2 separate regions of the Sus scrofa genome follow, and region 1 is linked to region 2. The links are chromatin contacts, called in public HiChIP or PLAC-seq maps. All regions are on one chromosome and are shown on one strand. Each heading gives the region's core, a stretch centred on a gene start, on an enhancer-like site or on the middle of the called end of the contact. The rest is flanking DNA. Distances are from core to core; before and after follow the strand shown.

What was found. HiChIP or PLAC-seq counts read pairs in DNA pulled down with a chosen protein or histone mark.
Region 1: a contact with region 2 is called in an H3K27ac HiChIP or PLAC-seq map of alveolar macrophages. The contact joins the promoter of SOGA1 here to the promoter of TGIF2 in region 2. A contact is called at or near these places in 2 of 47 Hi-C or Micro-C datasets (heart right ventricle and skeletal muscle) and 1 of 2 datasets of contacts at active chromatin or transcription factors (alveolar macrophages).

What each region holds. Positions count from the first base shown.
Region 1 is chr17:40,096,859-40,102,333 of Sscrofa11.1, reverse strand. SOGA1 (protein SOGA1) reads left to right here and starts at 3,532. Exons shown (of 15, transcript XM_005672920.3): 1 at 3,532-4,206. The coding sequence starts at 3,532. LOC102165279 (transcription initiation factor TFIID subunit 4-like) reads right to left here and starts at 3,935. Exons shown (of 3, transcript XR_002340154.1): 1 at 3,870-3,935; 2 at 1,585-2,292; 3 at 1-663.
Region 2 is chr17:39,837,219-39,842,418 of Sscrofa11.1, reverse strand. TGIF2 (homeobox protein TGIF2) reads right to left here and starts at 1,770. Exons shown (of 3, transcript XM_021077897.1): 1 at 1,521-1,770. It overlaps LOC110257438 (a long non-coding RNA gene), which reads left to right and starts at 1,861. Exons shown (of 4, transcript XR_002340023.1): 1 at 1,861-2,162; 2 at 3,871-3,984.

The DNA.
Region 1 (5,475 bases), core at 2,283-4,782, 260 kb before region 2:
TTTTATTTAGTTTCCATCACGTTGGTCAATTTAGCCACTTGAAAGGGAGAAAAACTATTTTCCCACTGAGTAATCAGCATCTTCATTTCTTAAATCTGATTAGTGCTTCATGCCTTCTTGAATTAGGCTCCTTTTTTTTTTGGCTGTGCCCACAGTGTACAGAAATTCCCAGGCCAGTGATTGAACCCATGTCACAGCAGTGATCTGAGCCACTGCAGAGATAATGCCAGATCCTTAACCCACTAGACCACTGGGGAATGCCTTGAAAAGACTTTGTACAGCACATGCTGTGTGCCTGAGCTGGACACTGCTCAGTAGTGCAACACAACAGGCTCTCAAGCTGAATGGCCTTGGGTTCAAATCAGTCCCAGCCCTGCCACTTCCAAGCTGTATGACCTTGAACTAGCATTCCAGTTATCCATGGCTGTGTAACAAAGTACCCCCCAAGTTAGTGGCTTAGAACAGTATTTATTTTGCAGTTTGGGACAACTCATTTCTGCTCCACTTGGCATCAGCTGGGGTAGCAACAAGACTGGAGGCTGAATCATCTGAAGTTTCCCTCTCTCACATGTCTGGGGCTTAGTGGGGACCAGAGTTGGAGGTGTTGGCTGGAACATGAGGCCTGGGCTTCGTTTCAACATGGTGGCTCCAAAGGAGAGTGGACTGAGAAAAAAGAGAGAGAGAGAGAGAGAGAAACAGGTAGAAAGATTGAGCTGGTCAGAGCCATATTGCCTTTTATGATCTAGCTTCAGAAGTCACACTGTCACTTCTGCCATCCTCAGTTGGTTCAGGCAGTCACAAAAGTTGCTCAGGTTCAAGGGGAGGGAACATTGACAATTGGAAGAGTGTCAATGCCACACTGTAAAAAGAATAATTGAGATGAGCTGTATATTTCTGTGCCTATCTTTGAAAAATACAATCAGCTGCAAGCAGTTCCTAACCTTTCTGGGATCCTCTGCTGAGTGTTGAGGACAGAGCCTGGCCTCCCCACCTGCGTGGAACCAATTCTGGATCCTTGGCAAGTCTTACTCCTTTTGTGGCTTCCCTGGTCTGAACTGAGCTCAAGTCCAGAGCCTCCACCTGGGCACTCTCCCCAACCCCAGGGCTCCTCCCTACTAGGTCCTGGATGCTCCCCAGGCTCTCCTGGGGCTGCAGTATGAATTCATGACTCCCCAAGTTCAAAGACATTCAGAGCTCAGCCCCCTGCTCAGCCATGGGTTTGTCAGGAGTGGCTGAGCAGCCTGCCCTAGCATGTCCCCTGCCCAGAGTCACACTACCCAACATCTCCAAGCCCACATTCTGCATGGAGGGAGAAACTGGAGCTCGGAGAGGGAAACAATTTCCAGGAGCCACATAGCATCTCTCTGTGCCAGACCAGAACAAGCCTACAAAAATGGAGGCATCAGAACTAGAAGGTTGTCTGTTACATCAAACTAGACCAAGTGGGATCTTCTGTGGCTGGGGAAGTAGGAAGGCTTGTCCTGGGCTTTGCCCCTGTGCTATGCCGTGCCACCCTGTTTTTGATGTGTCTTTTGTGGCCCATCTCCCCCCTATATTGTGTGCTCCATGAGGTCAGGTACTCACCACTGACAAGCTCACTACTGTGTCCCTCAGGGTCCCGTCTGGTGCCTGTGGGCTGGGTGGGTGGAGAGTCACTGGGGACAGGACAACTGATGCCTTGCCAGGAGGGCGTGAGAATGCCCCTGAAGAAGTGTTTGCAGAGAACCTGCTGAGTGGTACTGCTTCTCACCTGGCTCTGTGGGGAGCACCTGGAGGACAGATCTGAGGATGGAGGAGGCACCCACACACCTAGACGCACCTAGATGGGGATGAGAAGCTGTGCCTCCTCCAAGAGGGCGACCCGCAGGAGGAGTGTATTCACTGCTGTTGGGGAGGTGGGACAGAAACACAGAAGCGGACCTAGGGCCAGTGGTGTGTCAAGGGCAGAAGGAGGTGAGCTAACAGGACTGGGGGAGTAGAGGAAGAAGGAGAAAATGGGCAGGAGGAGGGAAGAGGAGAAAGGGAAAAGGGAGAGGGGGAGAAGGGGGAGGGAAAGGAAATGAGGAGAGGGAGGAAGAAGCTGCAGAGGGGTAAACACCGCCCTGACCCCCCTTCCTCCCCGCCCCCCGCCCCGCAAGGGGTGCCACCCTGAGGTTGAGCGCCAGCCCACAGGACAGCCAAAGGACTTCACCACGTGGCTCTGTCCAGCGGTGGCTCGGTGGTATGGGGAGGGGGGTGGTGCGGGGAAGGTGTGACAGACACACGGAAAAATCAACAACACAGGAGCACAGCCTGGAAGGAAAGAAACGACACCCATCAGAGCTGGGGCTCCGGGGTCGTCCGGAGTTACTCTTGGGAGAACGCGTAGGGGATCAGAGCCACCGTGTCCGGCCTGGATCAGCCCCACAGTAGCCAAAACCTATTCCTAGAGCACCCGCTGGTCTGACTTCTCAGAACGGGTCGCCTCCATTTTAGCCAAGCAGAGCCTGAGAGCAGTCTCTGATCCCCTATCAGGGTAGGGGGAAGCGGTAGTACGCCCGGGTCAAGACGTGCAGAGCCGGGCATTCATCCAGGGCTCCACGCTCCCAACAGTTGTGAGAGGGAAGCCGAAGCAGAAGGTGTGGATCTGCGAGGTTGGGATTCCATCCCCGCTCTGCCACTGACTGACCTTGGGTTAATCGTGTGCCCGCCCTAGGCATCACTTTACGCATCTGTACAATGGGATAATCCGTCTCGCTCTGCGAGGTTCGGGGGGCGGAGTTCGCGCACGCTCCGCACAGCCGCGAGGGGCGAGGGACTCGGCGTGTATATGGATGCTGGCTCCAGCGATCTGAGGTCTGCCCGGCCTCTGCCTGGCAGTCCTCCCTCTCGCCGCTCGCGCGACCCCTGCTCGGACGCGGGGAGCAGGGGGGCCTCCGCCGGGTGCGCTCTCCGGGCCGGCAGGGGAGGGGGCGGCGGCGGAGCGGAGGAGAAAGGAGCCCGGGCCGCGGCGGACCCGGCCCGCCTGACCCTCGAGGGGGTCGCTGTTGCCTCGCAGATCCCTCCCTCGCTCGCTGCCTGCGTCCCTCCCTGCCGCTCCCGCCGCGTCCGCCTTTTGTTCGCGGAGCCGCGCGCCCCCGAGCCCAGGCGGCGGGGCGGGGAGCTGGCGGGGCTGCGCGGGGGCGGGCCGCGCCGGGCGGAGCCGGGGCCCGGGCCGCAGCCGGACTCGGAGCCCGAGGGAGCGATAGGCGCGCTGGCAGCCGGGGCCCGGGCGCGCTCCGGGGGCGCGGCGAGGCCGAGGGGGCGGGCGCCGGGCGGAGCCGGAGCCGGAGCCGGGGCGCCTGGAGGCGATCGGGCCGCTCTCTCCGAGCTCAGAGTAGCGGAGAGACCGTGCGGCGGGAGTCGGGGCCAGAGCGCAGCCCGGGAGCTGAGGTGGGCCGAGAGCAGACGCGGCCCGAGCGGCAGGAGAGGCGCCGGGGACCTCCCCCCGGGCGCGGAGGCCGGGCGGGCCCGGGCCATGCCTGCAGCTCACTGAGGCCAAGGGAGGCCGCGATGGAGGTGCCGGCGGGGGAGCCCCCTGCTCGGGGCTGCGGCCCCCCGCCCGCGCCAGCCCCTGAGAGGAAGAAGAGCCACCGAGCGCCGTCGCCGGCCCGACCCAAGGACGTGGCCGGCTGGTCGCTGGCCAAGGGCCGCCGCGGCCCAGGCCCGGGCGCCGCAGCCGCCTGCAGCTCCGCGTCCTCGGCGCGGCCGGACAAGAAGGGGCGTGCGGTGGCGCCCGGGGCGCGGGGAGCAGGGACGCGGGTGGCCGGGGTCCGCACCGGGGTCCGCGCCAAGGGCCGTCCGCGCCCAGGCACCGGGCCGCGACCGCCGCCACCGCCGCCCAGCCTCACCGACAGCAGCTCAGAGGTGTCGGACTGCGCGTCGGAGGAGGCGCGTCTGCTGGGCCTGGAGCTGGCGCTGAGCAGCGACGCCGAGTCAGCGGCCGGGGGCCCGGCGGGGGCCCGCACTGGGCAGCCGCCGCAGCCCGCGCCGCCCGCTCAGCAGCCTCCGCGGCCTCCCGCCTCCCCGGAGGAGCCGTCGGTGGCCGCGTCGTCGGTGGGCAGCAGCCGCCTGCCACTCAGCGCCTCGCTCGCCTTCTCCGACCTCACGGAGGAGATGCTGGACTGCGGGCCCGGCGGCTTCATGAGAGAGCTGGAGGAGCTGCGCTCGGAGAACGACTATCTCAAGGTGGGGGCGCTGGTGGGGGAATGGGAGGCCGCGGGAGGCGTGGGTGGCAGCCCCTCTGGCCAGAGGCACCAGCTGGCCGCTGCCCCAACGCCTGAGCTGGAAAGGGGCCTAAACCCTCAGGGGCACCCTGAGGTCTGCCTGGGGCTCCCCCGCATTCCGCTCCTTACTGTGTCTGGGAAACCTTCTCCTGAGGGAGGAACCTGGAAGCGGAGACTGCCCAAAGGCGCCTGGTTGGGGAAGGGGGCCTTGGAAGAAGTGCTTTGGAGGATGCCTAGGTGCGGTACTTGGGATGGAGGTGGGTAATCAATCAGTGAGGGGCTGGGCCTCTGATTCAGCTGCTCAGAACCCCCACCCCCACCCCAGGCCAGAGGCCAGACCTTTGGGGGCTCTCCTTTCCGGAAGAGGCGCTGGTCTGCACTGCTGCCAGGAAGACCCATGCCATCCCCTGCCAAGGAGAGGCCAGAACACCATCCTGAATCTTAACCCAGGGCTTTCCTGGCCCAGGCCTGTCCCTGCCTGCTTTTCAGGGCGGGTCCCGTTTGAAAGCATGACATCTGGGAACATCCCCTTGGCTGGAGTCCGACTTCCGCCCAGTCTAACGGTCCCACAGCCCGGGAGGATGATGTTGTGGGAGAACCGGTTCAGAGGCAGCTTCCTAAATCCCAGGATATTGTCTTCTGCTTAGTTTGGGACAGGCCCTGTACACACAGTGAATGCGTTGGTGCTTCACTGCCAGTGCCCATCTTCTTCCCATGTTACCAGTGCGAGGAGGGGCTCTGACATCCCAAAAGAGCATCCCTCTGGGTGTGTGGGGGCCTGAGAGCTTCCATGGGAGAACAGACTTTGCCTTCACCCCTGCAGGGGACATGAACACCTACTGGGTGCAGGCCAGGCTCTGTCTGTTCACTGCCTGGCACCGAGGCAGCCTCAGGGACAGCCCAGCCCTTATGTGTTGATGTTGGCCTGGGAGACTGGAAGCTTCGTGGGTTCTAGTGCCACGAGCTGGGCATGGTTTTGGAAGAGGCTGAAATGTTACCTACTCTTATCAGTTGATGTCCTGGCACAGCACCCAGGGCATCCCTGGCTAAGAGCCGCCGAGTTAATGGCACTCTGCTGATTTATGTCTGCCCAGCAACACTTAGCTTTGCATTGGCCTCTGGCCAGAGGGTTTCTCTCTCGTTAAGAGTTTTTGGGATATTGCTTAACTGTGCCTTTCCCTCCCCTCTTCCCCCAAGATCTATTATCCAATGTGGGTTTAGTAACTGCTTG
Region 2 (5,200 bases), core at 521-3,020:
ATTCACCGACAAATACAGCCGAAAGTTTACAAATCCCAATTCAGGAGGCTCCCCACATACACACCCCACACTCACATCCAGCCTCACACTTAAAGCAGACAACTCTCTAACAGCACTCAGATAACTGGTACCAACCCCTCGCTTGGCCTCTGGAACCCCCAGGACTTTCACCAATAGATGCACCAGATACAGTTTACAAGTCCCACATCTAAAAGGAACAACTTTTCCTTTGTGGAATTGGTACCATACAACCAATTCCTGGATATCCGTCCACCCAATAACTCCAACCCACCCACAATCTCTCAGACTGACAAAACTCCAGACGACATCACACCAGTGATCAGTTTTTAACCCTAACTGGCCAGCCACAGCACCGACCTGCAGCCACTCCGGCACGAACTTTCTGACAACTCCCCCAGCTCCGTCGACACTCCCCCGGGCCAAGCACTCACGCTGCATTCCCAGCAGTTCACACAAAGCGCGCAGCCTCCCCCGCGGCCCAGACCCGACCTGGAGCACATGGCTCCCTGGGCGGCCGAGAATCGGCCTGCGCTCGGGGCGCCAGCACACCTCAGTCCCCCACCCCGCATCCGTCTCGGAGCTTCAGTTGCCCCGCGGGCCAGAAATCCCTCTGGGGCGGGGGCTCTGGAAGAAAGAAAACTCACGTGTCTGTCCCGGGGCAGGAAAAAGTTTGGTTCCCACCCCCTTCCCCCGCCACACGGCGCTGGCTGACTCTTCGGGGCGCGGGGCCGGCCGAGCCTGCGCGCTCGGCTTTGTGCTCCGAACTCGGCCCGGAGGGGGAGGGGAGGGGGCTGGGCTCCCACCTCCGCACCGCCCCCCCCAACCCTGCGCCCAGACTCCATGTTGGCCGCCCCCTGCCCCGGAGACTGCGCGTTTCCCCCGCGGGAGGCTCGGCACACGCTTCGCCTGTCCGAGGGTCCCGGCACGCATAAACTTTCTTCGGGTAGCCGGCCCCACGCGCCCCGTTTCCTTGGCCCGCCTGGGAGTGACAGATGCCTCAGAAACAGACTTTCCTTTGTTCCAAAGGAAAGGGGAACTCGAGCGGGCTCCCGCCCCCCCCACCAGCTCCGGGACCTTCCCGCTGCCCCCACCCGCAGCTGTCACTCTCGGGGGCCCCTCCCCGGCTCAGCCGCGGCGGGGGGTTGGGGGGGACTGCCGGCGGTTAGCAACGTGCACTTTTGAAACCAAACAAACCCGCCCCCCCCGTGCGTTCACCCCGGCCCGGGGCCGGGGCGGCCCTCTCCCCGGGTAGGATCCTAGGGAGCTGGGTCCCCCAAAAGGGCCCCGAGCCAACTTCCTCCAGGGGGGTGGGACAACCCCTCAACGGGCCCCGCCAACACACCGCAGTCGGGACTCACAAACACACCAGAGCTCACACACCCACAACCGCACGCGCTAGGACGACGCCCCCTCCCCCGCTCGGCCGAGAAAAAAAACTTTCCAAGTTGACCGCGCGCCCCCCGCCCCCATCTGCCCCCGCTCCTGCGCCCCGCACTGACTTTTCCCAGCGGCTTTTCCGTCCACGCGGCCTGGGGCTGGGTCCCGGGCGTCCCGGCAGAGGGCGGGGGGCGCCGGGGGAGCGCGCCGCGTACCTGCCGGGCCTGACACTCGGCCTGACAGCTCGCGGCTGGAAAGCACCTCGCGCCCTGACGTCAGATCCCCTCTCCTCCCCTCCGCGCTCTCCTCGCCCTCCCCCACCCGCCGGGAGCGAGAAAACAAACTTTGTGCGGAGCGCGGTGAGCTACGCCCACCCCCCGAGGGGCGGGCCAGCGGCAGCGAGGGGCTTTGCCCCGCCCACCGCACCCGGAGGGGGCGGGGCCGGGAGGGCACCTTCTTCCTGCGCCCACCCCCACCCTCAGGAATGCCACATGGCCTTCGTAGAGGAGTGGTGGGAACGTAGATCGGGATAGTCCGCTTGGGGGCAGGAAGTGGCCCGTTCCTCCTTTCGGAGAGCATTTCCGGAGCGCCTACTGTGTGCTCCATTCTGGGGGTGAGGGCCGTTACGGAGAGGAGAATTAATGCAAATCTTGATGTTTGTTAGTCCGCTCCCTTCATCAGGACCTCCCGCCGGCGGTTTGATTTTTCCCATTGCACGGAAAGGAAACTGAGGCCCCGTTAGTCCAGGGATTTAATCCCAGCTGGTAAGAAACGGGGTTTGAATGCGACGCCTGTTCTGCCCCTAGGGGCTCATAGAGTCGGGTAGAAAGGTTTCTTGAGCATTACCCCAAAGCATGTAGCCCCAGGGTCTATCACGCAAGGCAGCCAGAGCTGAAAACAGCCAATGTTTAAGGAGTGTTAATACGCAGTGACCATTAAGCGAGGCACTGCGTGTGTATCACCCTCAGATGATGGGGTAGGTGCTGTTACATGTCCTGTAAGTCCTCGGTTTGCTCATAAGCTGCTCTTGACTTTGCTCCTTGTCTCACAGTCAACCAGAGTTATTCAGCCCAGGTGGGTACCACAGTGGAGGCCAAGTCCTTATCTGATTGAGCCGGCCCTTGAAGGAGGCAGACCACCTGTCAAGGAGCCCTCGGGGCTCCTGGCTGCTTTCTTTTCTTTCTTTCTTTCTTTCTTTCTTTTTTTTTTTTGCTTTTTAGATGGTGTCTTTCTTCTTTGCCCACAACACCTAACTCCAGGACAGTTCTCTTGGTCTTCTCCAGCCCTGCTAGCACTCTCTTCCCTGCTCTTTGCTCTCTGTTCCGCATACTGTGAAATACCTGTTGACCAACCTATTGGCCTTCCTAGAAGACTTTGTGCCCTGCAGAGCGAAGCACAGAATCAGCCTAAAAATCGGCAAGGCCTTTTCTGGGCCTCTGGTTCCTCATCTAACCCCAGATATTTAGGGCCGTTGAGCTTGGAAATCAGCAGCTTTGCAATAAATGGCTTTTGGTCTTAACTGTGCTTAAACTATGGATAACTCTGAAAACAAAAATTTAGTTGGCTCCCCAGGCCCTAAGCCAATCAGAATGCTGATGATGATTGTTAAGGTGCACCTGGACTCCCCATTGAGGGCAGACCAATCTGCAAATGCTTAGAACTTCGTCGGCCACACTACTCTCCTTACAGCAATCCCAGAGGGTCAGTGCCGCTGCATTGCACTCTCCATTTCACAGATGGGGAAACTGAGGCCCAGAGTGGAGACCCCAAACAATTTCTTGGGAAAGTGATGCTCTGTCTATAGCCTTCTGAGAGAAAGAGGAAGGCTTGAGGAGTCTCAGGTAAGAAAGGTAAAACTTCAGGGCCCTGATCACTAGAATCACAGAGCATGTGTGGGATAGGGGACTTAGTGGGGGACCTGAAGGGCAGCCAGATGAGCCAGGAGATGTGACTGTCCCTGGTACTTGGTGCCAGGCATTGCACTCTGAGAGCCGGACTCTGCCCATTTTGGGAAAGCCACTGACCCTGGGCTGGAGCCCAGAGACCTCCCTGCAAATTGGGGCAGCAGAAGCCCCCTAGGCCAGTGCTTCCTAAGTCTTGTGCTAGACGAGGTTCACTGGGGCAAATGGAAGAGAGCAGCTCATTCCTCCTTTTAGCCTGCAGTGGTGCCACCTGGGAGCTGAATAGCAAAGTTGCTTCTGGAGCCCCTCCCCAGACTTCCTGGAGGGGGAAGGGGCAATTTGGGGTTTAGAGGGAGGCTGGTGGTGTGTCATGATTGTGCATTGTAAACAGATTCCCCAGGTGAAGCATAATAGTAGGTTTGAGAATTCCTATGTAAAGTTTCTCAACTAGTTAAGTATCAGGATTTAAAATGTGTGCATCCTTTAAGCCAGTAAGTCTACTTCTAGGAATCTCTCTCAAGCAATAATTGCAGAATAAAGATGAATGCTTATACAAGATTGTTCTTTGCAGCACTATTTATTTTGATGGAAAATTTCAAAGAGCTACATGTCTCACACCTCTCTCACTGGGAGCTGACTGCTTACAGCCTTCTGGGACCTCTGCACAGCAGGATGTTGTGACGGGGTAAGTCTGAGCACTAACCTGGGGGATGGCCAAGGTGTACTTATTATAACACTTGCAATGTCCTAGCAAGAAGGGGCTTTGAATATACCTGGGGAGAACTTTCATGAGAAAACTTTTTCCAACTAGGAAGTCTTTTGTTTTTGTTTTTTTAATGGCTGCACTAGTGGCATATGGAAATTTCCAGGCCAGGAATCAAATCCCAGCCACAGCTGGGACCTACACTGCAGCTACAGCAATGCTGGATTCTTTAGCCCACTGTGCCTGGCTGGGATTGAACCCTTATCTCCTCAGTGACCCAACCCACTGCAGTCAGATTCTTAACCCACTAAGGCACAGCAGGAACTCCTCAGAATTTACTTTTATTGTCATTTTTCTCTCATCCATTTTGCCCCCCTTCACATACGAAAAAACAGGGTCCCTGAGAGAAGGGACTTGCCCCATAATGAACTTGGAGTCCTGACTCATTGGACAGATCTGGGAGTGGGGTGGGGTGTGGCTCAGAGGGGAATGAGGAGTGGGCGTGGCCTCAGAGCCCAGGCTAATCTGGTGGCACCCAGGGGGCCATTTTAGGGAGAATCCTAGGAACTCCAGATTTCTCAGGCCAGGAAAGGGGTTGGATAGCTTCCATAAGGCAATCCTGCCTGTGTACTTGAAACTCAAATTAGGGAGTTCCTATTGTGGGGCAGTGGAAATGAATCTGACTAGGATCCATGAGGATGCAGGTTTGATCCCTGGCCTCCCTCAATGGATCAGGGATCCAGTGTTGCTGTGAGCCGTGGTGTAGGTCACACACATGGTTGGATCCTGCATTGCTATGGCTATGGCATAGGCCGGCAGCTCTAGCCCCGATTTTACCCCTAGCCTGGAAACTTCCATATGCCACTGGTTTGGCCCTAAAAAGCAAAAAAGAACAAAAAAGAAAACTCAAATTAGAGATCCCTCTTGATGATTAAACTCTCTTGATTGTCCCTGTTTCTAGTGCGCTTTATTGTAGAGGTTCAAATGAATGTCATGGACATCTATTTTCATTTAAAAAAAAAAAGGTGTTGATGGAAATGGAAGAGGGACCAATATTCACCAGAAGCCAACATGAGTCAAGGCTAGGTCTGGTAGCATAAAAGATGTGGTTCTGGGAGTTAGCTTGTGGAGCATTGGGTTAAGGATCTGGCATCGTCTGGGGCTCGGGTTTGATCCCTGGCCTGGGAACTTGCACACG